2 separate regions of the Xenopus laevis genome follow, and region 2 is linked to region 1. The links are chromatin contacts, called in public Hi-C maps. All regions are on one chromosome and are shown on one strand. Each heading gives the region's core, a stretch centred on a gene start, on an enhancer-like site or on the middle of the called end of the contact. The rest is flanking DNA. Distances are from core to core; before and after follow the strand shown.

Region 1 (3,654 bases), core at 445-2,944:
GGTGTCTTCTAATATCCTCATATTTTCCAACAAAGGGTACTTTATTTATTATAATAAACAAGTTTTAGAGAGTCATGTGACCAAAATGACATCACTACTCACTGTTTATAACTGATGACATCACTAGTCACCGTTTATAAGTATATCATTTACAAGATATTCATGGCTTTTGCGTAATATATATATATATATATATATATATATATATATATATTTTTTTTTTCTTTCAGTAAAAAAAAGACCGCACTCAAAGGGCTTGTCATGAAAAAAAGCCACAAGGGCTGTGATTTTATTTCTCAACGTTTCTGCTATCAAACTCTAGCCGTCCTCAGGATATATATATATATATATATATACCCCAAACGAATCCGCACTCACAGGTCTTAAGTTAAATTAAAAATATTTATTAGAACAGATGGCTAACGTTTCAGCCTCTCCGAGGCCTTTCTCAAAGTATTCATTCTTCAATAATGACTATGGTAGCTCTGACGTTTGCTGTTTGTCAGAAACAGAGCGACTCCCTTTATGATAGAAAAACCACAGATTCATTGCACTTCATTATAAGGTATGCATTACAATTAAATCTAACAGTATATTTTAACTAGAAACAATGTTAAAACTAGTTTAAAACCAATATATCAGGACACTGTTCCTTTGTAACTATTTTGTAACAATATGATGACTACTTATGCTCTAATTTGTAACTTTGTTTCCAGTGTCACTGATGTAACATTCTTAGAGGATGTCTAAAGGTCCTGACTTAAATGCTACCTGATTCCTCACTTATTACCCCCAAACATTACATCCCTAACTGGACGTAACCCTCAATAAATGGTCCTCACACTAGCTCTAATATGTGTATTGACTCCATCATTCCAGTTGTGCATATCAATAACCTCATGGGTGCTGCTCTATCAACGCTGCCCACTACGGTGCACTACTAGTATAAATCATGCTTATTTCGTCTCATGTACACCCCCTCACGTGACACTACTCATCGTGCACCCCTATATAAACCCTCATACTTCATTGATTATAAATAAAAATATAAAAGCCCTATGTGTTATCTGTCATCCTCCGACATTAATTACATTCTGTCTTTAATCAACCCTCTAGTGAATCTATATACATGCCCTTATTATCAACAAGAGGCTGTTTCATACAATAATGAACAAAACAATTCAACGGTGTAAAATACAATAAAAAGAGAATAAAAATTTAGCATTTGCATTAGGGTTGCTACCTGGCCAGTATTTTACTGGCCTGACCGGTAAAAATGATGGTTGATCCCAATGTTAGGAAAAAAATATATAGGAAAAATATATAGAAAGGCTGGTATTTTTTTCTGGAAAAAGTGTCAACCCTAATCAGCATTGGCCAAATTGCCCTGCTTGGCCCAGCAGCAACACATTTTGAACACAGCTTCTTTATACACTGTTTTATTTAGCTACAGAGGCAAATGTATTTGCAAAATTCAGAAAGGAAAAACTTTTCTCTGTGACATACTTCAAGGCATTAATAATTGTTCTCACCACGACATTTAAAAAAAATGTTGTGGTGCAATTGAGGCAGTGGAAAGACCAGTCCAAGGCTGTTAGAACAACAAACAGTCTGCTACAAACTGGCTCAGTGATGCACCCCTCCCCCCGCAAGCTATAATAAAGCTCAGCAAACAACACATGGGCAGAGACACCTCCGCTCTCCTTCCTGTTTATCCGAGCCAGCCAATCAAAAGTTCATGGGCGTGGCTAAAGGACACACACCACCTTGACTGCTCTTTCTTTCTGTGAAATCCTATTAGCAAATTGCCTGTTGTCATAGGAAGTAGGATTTGTTGGCTTTTTTTTTTTGTCTCCGGCTCTGTGGTCTCTCGCACAGTGAAATCCTGGGATAGAGTCGAACGTAAAGTCCGTCACGTTGCACAGCGCCATATCTGTGCCTGCCTAACTCGAGTGAGTATGAAATTAATTGCTACAATACTGTTTATTTCAGGGTAGAGACTCTTGTGTACGTGTGATCAAGTGCATTCGTGAATCTTATGTAGTAGGGCTAATGTTTACTTAAATATATACAGTGTTTTCAAGGTCTGTGCTTAGGGCAGTGGCTTTCAGACTGTTAGTCCACTTTGGGGTCCAGGATCAGAGTCATTGAAGGGGCTGGAGCATAGTTTTTGGGCTGTTTAGGGCAGAATTCTTATTTGGGCTGAGATAAACAGACGGATGCCCAGCATGAAGGTGATTTGTTGCCGTATGTATTCCTGGAAGTATGGCTGATAGTTGTTTCCCAATATTTATACGCCAAGTATCAGCTGGTTTTTGACAAAAGTTTAATTTCCTAGGAAGGAAAAGTCTGACAACCACTGGCTTATTTGCCTTGTTTTTCCATTACCAAATGGTTTGGTTAAATATATAGGTTTCAAGCCTTTTTGGTTGATTCCCAAACAACTTGGTTGAGGCCATGGTGGGTGAGGGGAAAATGTAAAATTCTGCTTGTATTCTGTTCTATTGTCTGTGTGCATTTCCTCTAACACTCCATAAACATACTGGCTGGTTAACCGGCTCCTGTTAAAATTGATCATTGTGTGTTTTTGAGAGATCGGGAACTCGATTGCAAGCTCTATTGGGGCAGTGACTTATGAGAAAGATCTTTTGTGAAGTGCTGTATGTGTGTGTGTATATATTTATAAAATCTCTTGAACGAGCCTCTGTGGGCTCGAAACGTTGCTGCTACAAATGTGCACACTTATGGTGATGTATCTTATTTAATAAAATTTTTGAGCATTAGTGTTTCCAAATTAGCTCAATGTGCATGTTGGCATCAGGAATTTAGTAATCATACCTGTATTACACATGATTATACTTTAACTTTCTGCCCCTGCAATTTTAATTGCAGACAAAACGCCATAGGTATAATCTGCATTATGTATGCATATGTGTCACAGCACAAACATGTCATATCCACAGCTTTGTTTAACCATACACTACAAATCCTTTAATTATGTAGGACATGTGTTGTGAGAGGATTAGCAGAAGGCTAATATTAACCGGTTCTTGACTAGAGCTAGGATTTTGTTCATATTACAAACCTTTGCTAAATCTGCATTTTTTTAACATCAAGTATTTTTTTATTATACACAGCCTTTTAATATAGTAGTGCAGTATAGTTATTGTGGCAGCAAATTAAAAAACAAAACTTGTTTGTTCAACTATGTAAGACGTTTTGTAATAAATTAACTACAGGATTTGCGTAACTTGCTGGCAGCAATCTTTAACCCACTGGCAAATAATTGGAGAGGTGCTTTTTATGGGTGTCAAAATATAAACTTGGTGTCTGAAACAAGATCAACGTGATTGTACAGCAATGTGGAATATGTCGGTGCCTTATAAATGCATGTGGTGATGATGATGATGATGATAACAATTGTTTGTGACTCTTGCTACATTTGTTTTTGGTTGCAGCAAGACTGTTTACCATAATAGGCAGATTAACCTATGCCCTATTGTAAAATATAATATTATTAAAGGTCAACAAGGAGTTCCAAGATCATAAAATAATCACACGGCTCCAGTCAGAGAGCATTTATGCTGGTAATAGAAGTTAAAGATGACTTGTCATATCCTTATATTTTACAGTACATTTTGAAATACTGTTTAA
Region 2 (3,654 bases), core at 595-3,094, 38 kb before region 1:
CCCAGGTCTGGCAGGCCAAGCAAAATACAGGAGCGGCATATGCAGAGGATTGTGAGAATGGTTACAGACAACCCAAAGATCACCTCCAAAGACCTGCAAGAACATCTTGCTGCAGATGGTCTGTCTGTACATTGTTCTGAAATTCAGCACAATTTGCACAAAGAACATCTGTATGGCAGGGTGATGAGAAAGAAGCCCTTTCTGCACTCACGCAAACACAAACAGAGTCGCTTGTTGTATGCAAAAGCCCATTTAGACAAGCCACAGAGATTTCGGAACAAAGTGTTTGGACTGATGAGACAAAAATGAAGTTATTTGGTCATAACAAAAAGTGCTTTGCATGGTGGAAGAAGAACACTGCATTCCAAGAAAAACACCTACTACCTACTGTCAAATTTGGTGGAGGTTCCATCATGCTGTGGGGCTGTGTGGCTAGTTCAGGGACTGGCCTTTGTTAAAGTCAAGGGTCGGATGACAACAAATTCTTCAGGATAATGTTTAAAGGAAAACTATACTCCCAAAATGAACACTTAAGCAACAGTTCATATCATATTAAGTGGCATATTAAAGAATCTTGCCAAACTGGAATATATATTTAAGTAAATATTGCCCTTTTACATCTCTTGCCTTGAGCCACCATTTCCTGATGGTCTCTGTGCTGCCTCAGTGATCACCTGACCAGAGATACTGCAACTCTAACTGTAACAGGAAGAAGTGTGGAAGCAAAAGACACAACTCTGTCTGTTAATTGGCTCATGTGACCTAACATGTATGGTTTGTTGGTTTGTTTGTGAGTACAGTGAATCTTACGATCCCAGGGGGCGGCCCTTATTTTTTAAAATGGCAATTTTCTATTTATGATTTATTATTATGAAAATGGTTTATTTACATGAAGCAGGATTTTACAATATCTTTTTATAGAGACCTACATTTTTTGGGGGGTATAGTTTTCCTTTAAGCATCAGTCACAAAGTTAAAGTTACTCAGAGACTGGATATTCCAACAAGACAATGACCCTAAACACACTTGGAAATCTATGGGATGATTTGAAGCAGGCTATCCATGCTCAGCAGCCATCAAATTTAACTAAACTGGAGAGATTTTGTATGGACGCATGGTCAAAAATATCGCCATCCAGAATCCAGATACTCATCACAACTTTTTCATATGACTGTATGTGTATGGGCCGCCATTACTGTATGTGTGCAGGGCCGCCATTAGAAATCACGGGGCCCCGTACAACAAAATTTTTTGGGGCCACCTGGGCCCCGCCCACACTATCGCCCAAGCCCCACCACAGATCCCACCCAAGCCACCCAAGCCACACTCCATCCCGCCCAAAGACCACACAGACATCAGCGCTAAAAAACCCCCATACACAAGTTATAAAAAGCTATTGATGGTCAGGGTCCCCTTATAAGTAAAAAAAAATAAAACATTGGGGCCAGGGCCCCCCTTACAAGTTAAAAAAAAAATTGGGGCCCTAAAAAATATTTTTTAAAAAAACACTGGTGCCAGGCCCCCCTTACAAGTCAAAAAAAATTGGGGCCCCAAATTTTTTTTTTTTAAAAAAACATTGGTGCCATTGGTCCCTTACAAGTTAAAAAGAAAATTGGGGCCCCAAAAAGTTGTTGTTTTTTTTAAAAAGAAAAAAAAAATTGGTGGCAACGGGATTAAAAAAAAACCTCCACATTGGTGTTCAGTAGAACTGAACTTGTGGCTTCAGGACTTCAACTTCGGGTCTTTTCGGCGATTTGGGAGTTCGGCTTCGGCTGTTTTCGTGGCTTAGGGTCCTTCAGCTGTTCGGCACTTCCACGTTTCAGCTGTTTGGGATGGCCGTAGGATGCAGCGCTCTCAAGGGGGGCCCGGCCGGGCCTTATCAAGATAATGCTGCTCTAAGGCAATGGACACACAGGCTGTTGTCAGTGGCTGTTGTTGGCCTGCGTATTTCTACAGGCTGAGAGAAGCAGATCTGCTCATTGCCCCTGCTCCATTGATTTGAATCAGATCAGCCTGACACACTGACCTCTGCTTCAGCTCTGCTGTGTGTGTGTGACCACAGGCTGATCAAATTCTAGTCAATGGAGCAGGGGCACTAAGGCACTGAGCAGATCTGCTTCTCTCAGTCTGTGTGCCCATAGCCTTAAGGAGCTTGGTTTGCTTTACTTGAAAGAATCCATTTAACCTACTTCTTTCTCTCATCTCTTTCTAGAAAAAATCCCGGAAGAAGATCTGTATTTTAGTGCTGGCTCTTGCCATTGCAGCTGTGATTCTGGGTTTCATCATATATTTATCAGTGAGATCCTGAGGTCACTCATAACACCCTTTCATCTTCTTTTCATCTTCTGGTTATTTTCCTCATGCAATTTGCTGTGCATATATTTTCCTCCAACCATAAGTGAATAACAGAGACAGGATTTGAAGAAAAAAAAAATGAATAAAAGTACTATGGAATACCACAAGACCCTGCTGTGAGACACTCCTGAACATGACATTTTAGAACGGCAAACCTTTTTTTTTTTTTTTTTTTTTTTTTTTTTTTTAATCCTAGTGCTGTCATATATTTACTATTGTGCCACATGGCCAGGACTTTTTTTATTCCATTAAAATATCAGATCACATCACACCACTAATCTTGCCCACAATAGTTTATGCTATATTCTGGCGACATCTTGAACACCATGTAGATAACATTTTAGAATAGGATTTATTTATCACCGATTAACATTCAGTTCTCCCCAACTTGACACTGTGGGAGTATTAATTCTGCTCACATTGTCATTGCACAAAACTACTTTATATATAAAAAGCTACTATGGTTCACTTTAATTTATGTTTAGAAGGGAGAATATTGCTCAACGTGTTAGTCTTGGTAACAACACTGTCTTCTCATTGGGGATTCATTATATAAAGCCTTCTTGGTTTTGTGGTGTGTGTCTATGCACACAAGCATATATAAATAAATGTGTAATTTTATGTATATAACTATGAACCCAATAATCATCTCATGATAAATGTTACCGACTCTCCCCTTTTAGCACTGTAGTAATGAATATATTATGTTGATAGGAGGCAAAATAATAATAATAAAAATGTTAAACCCCTTTGTGAATCTCCAATTTGTGCTTGTGCAATAGGAGAGCCAGGATACTTGTGAGATATAAATATATATACATGTCCTGATATGGTGCACAAAGTGGCACACCACAGTTGGCACATAATTGTTAGCAACCATAATAGTTCCCCGACCTAAAGTGCGGTCTGTGTCAGCCTGCAGCCTCAGTGGGATAGATACTATATATTTACCTTTTAAACAGCCATTTTGGAGAGCTAAGGGTCATTCTGGAGCACAAATACCTGCATCTGTGACTGCCCATGGTAAGGTGAAAAGTACACGTTGGCAAACTTTTTGAACTTTGTTCACTGCCTTCCAGTTGTCCTGAATTTCTGATGGTCTCTAAATTCTTATAGTCACTGCATATCAACCAAAGTAGCACGGAAACAACAAGGAACAGATAAACTAGATCATTTTCGGTGCCAGGAAAGCTGTAGAATTGTTGGTGCATATAAACTTTGCGCAGTATTGTACCCAGCAATTATAAGGACTTTCGTTAGAGCTGTGGGACAAATATGTGCATTCCCAAAACAGCCAGT

What was found. A called contact is a pair of places that touch in the nucleus more often than the background predicts.
Region 2: a Hi-C map of the XL177 cell line shows a contact between it and region 1, with 2.7 times the contacts expected there. The contact joins the enhancer-like site here to the promoter of cited4.L in region 1. A contact is called at or near these places in 3 of 4 Hi-C or Micro-C datasets (the XL177 cell line, the XTC cell line and animal cap).

What each region holds. Positions count from the first base shown.
Region 1 is chr2L:86,695,402-86,699,055 of Xenopus_laevis_v10.1, reverse strand. It overlaps cited4.L (cbp/p300-interacting transactivator 3), which reads left to right and starts at 1,694. Exons shown (of 3, transcript XM_018246704.2): 1 at 1,694-1,952.
Region 2 is chr2L:86,733,416-86,737,069 of Xenopus_laevis_v10.1, reverse strand. LOC108708229 (syntaxin-12) reads left to right here. Exons shown (of 9, transcript XM_018246706.2): 9 at 2,213-3,103. The coding sequence ends at 2,308. Among protein-coding and RNA genes, the nearest start is that of LOC108708229, 14 kb to the left of the region's middle. Within about 2 kb of position 1,844, at least 1 of the 7 cell types and tissues checked has an H3K27ac peak or open chromatin away from gene starts, as enhancers often do.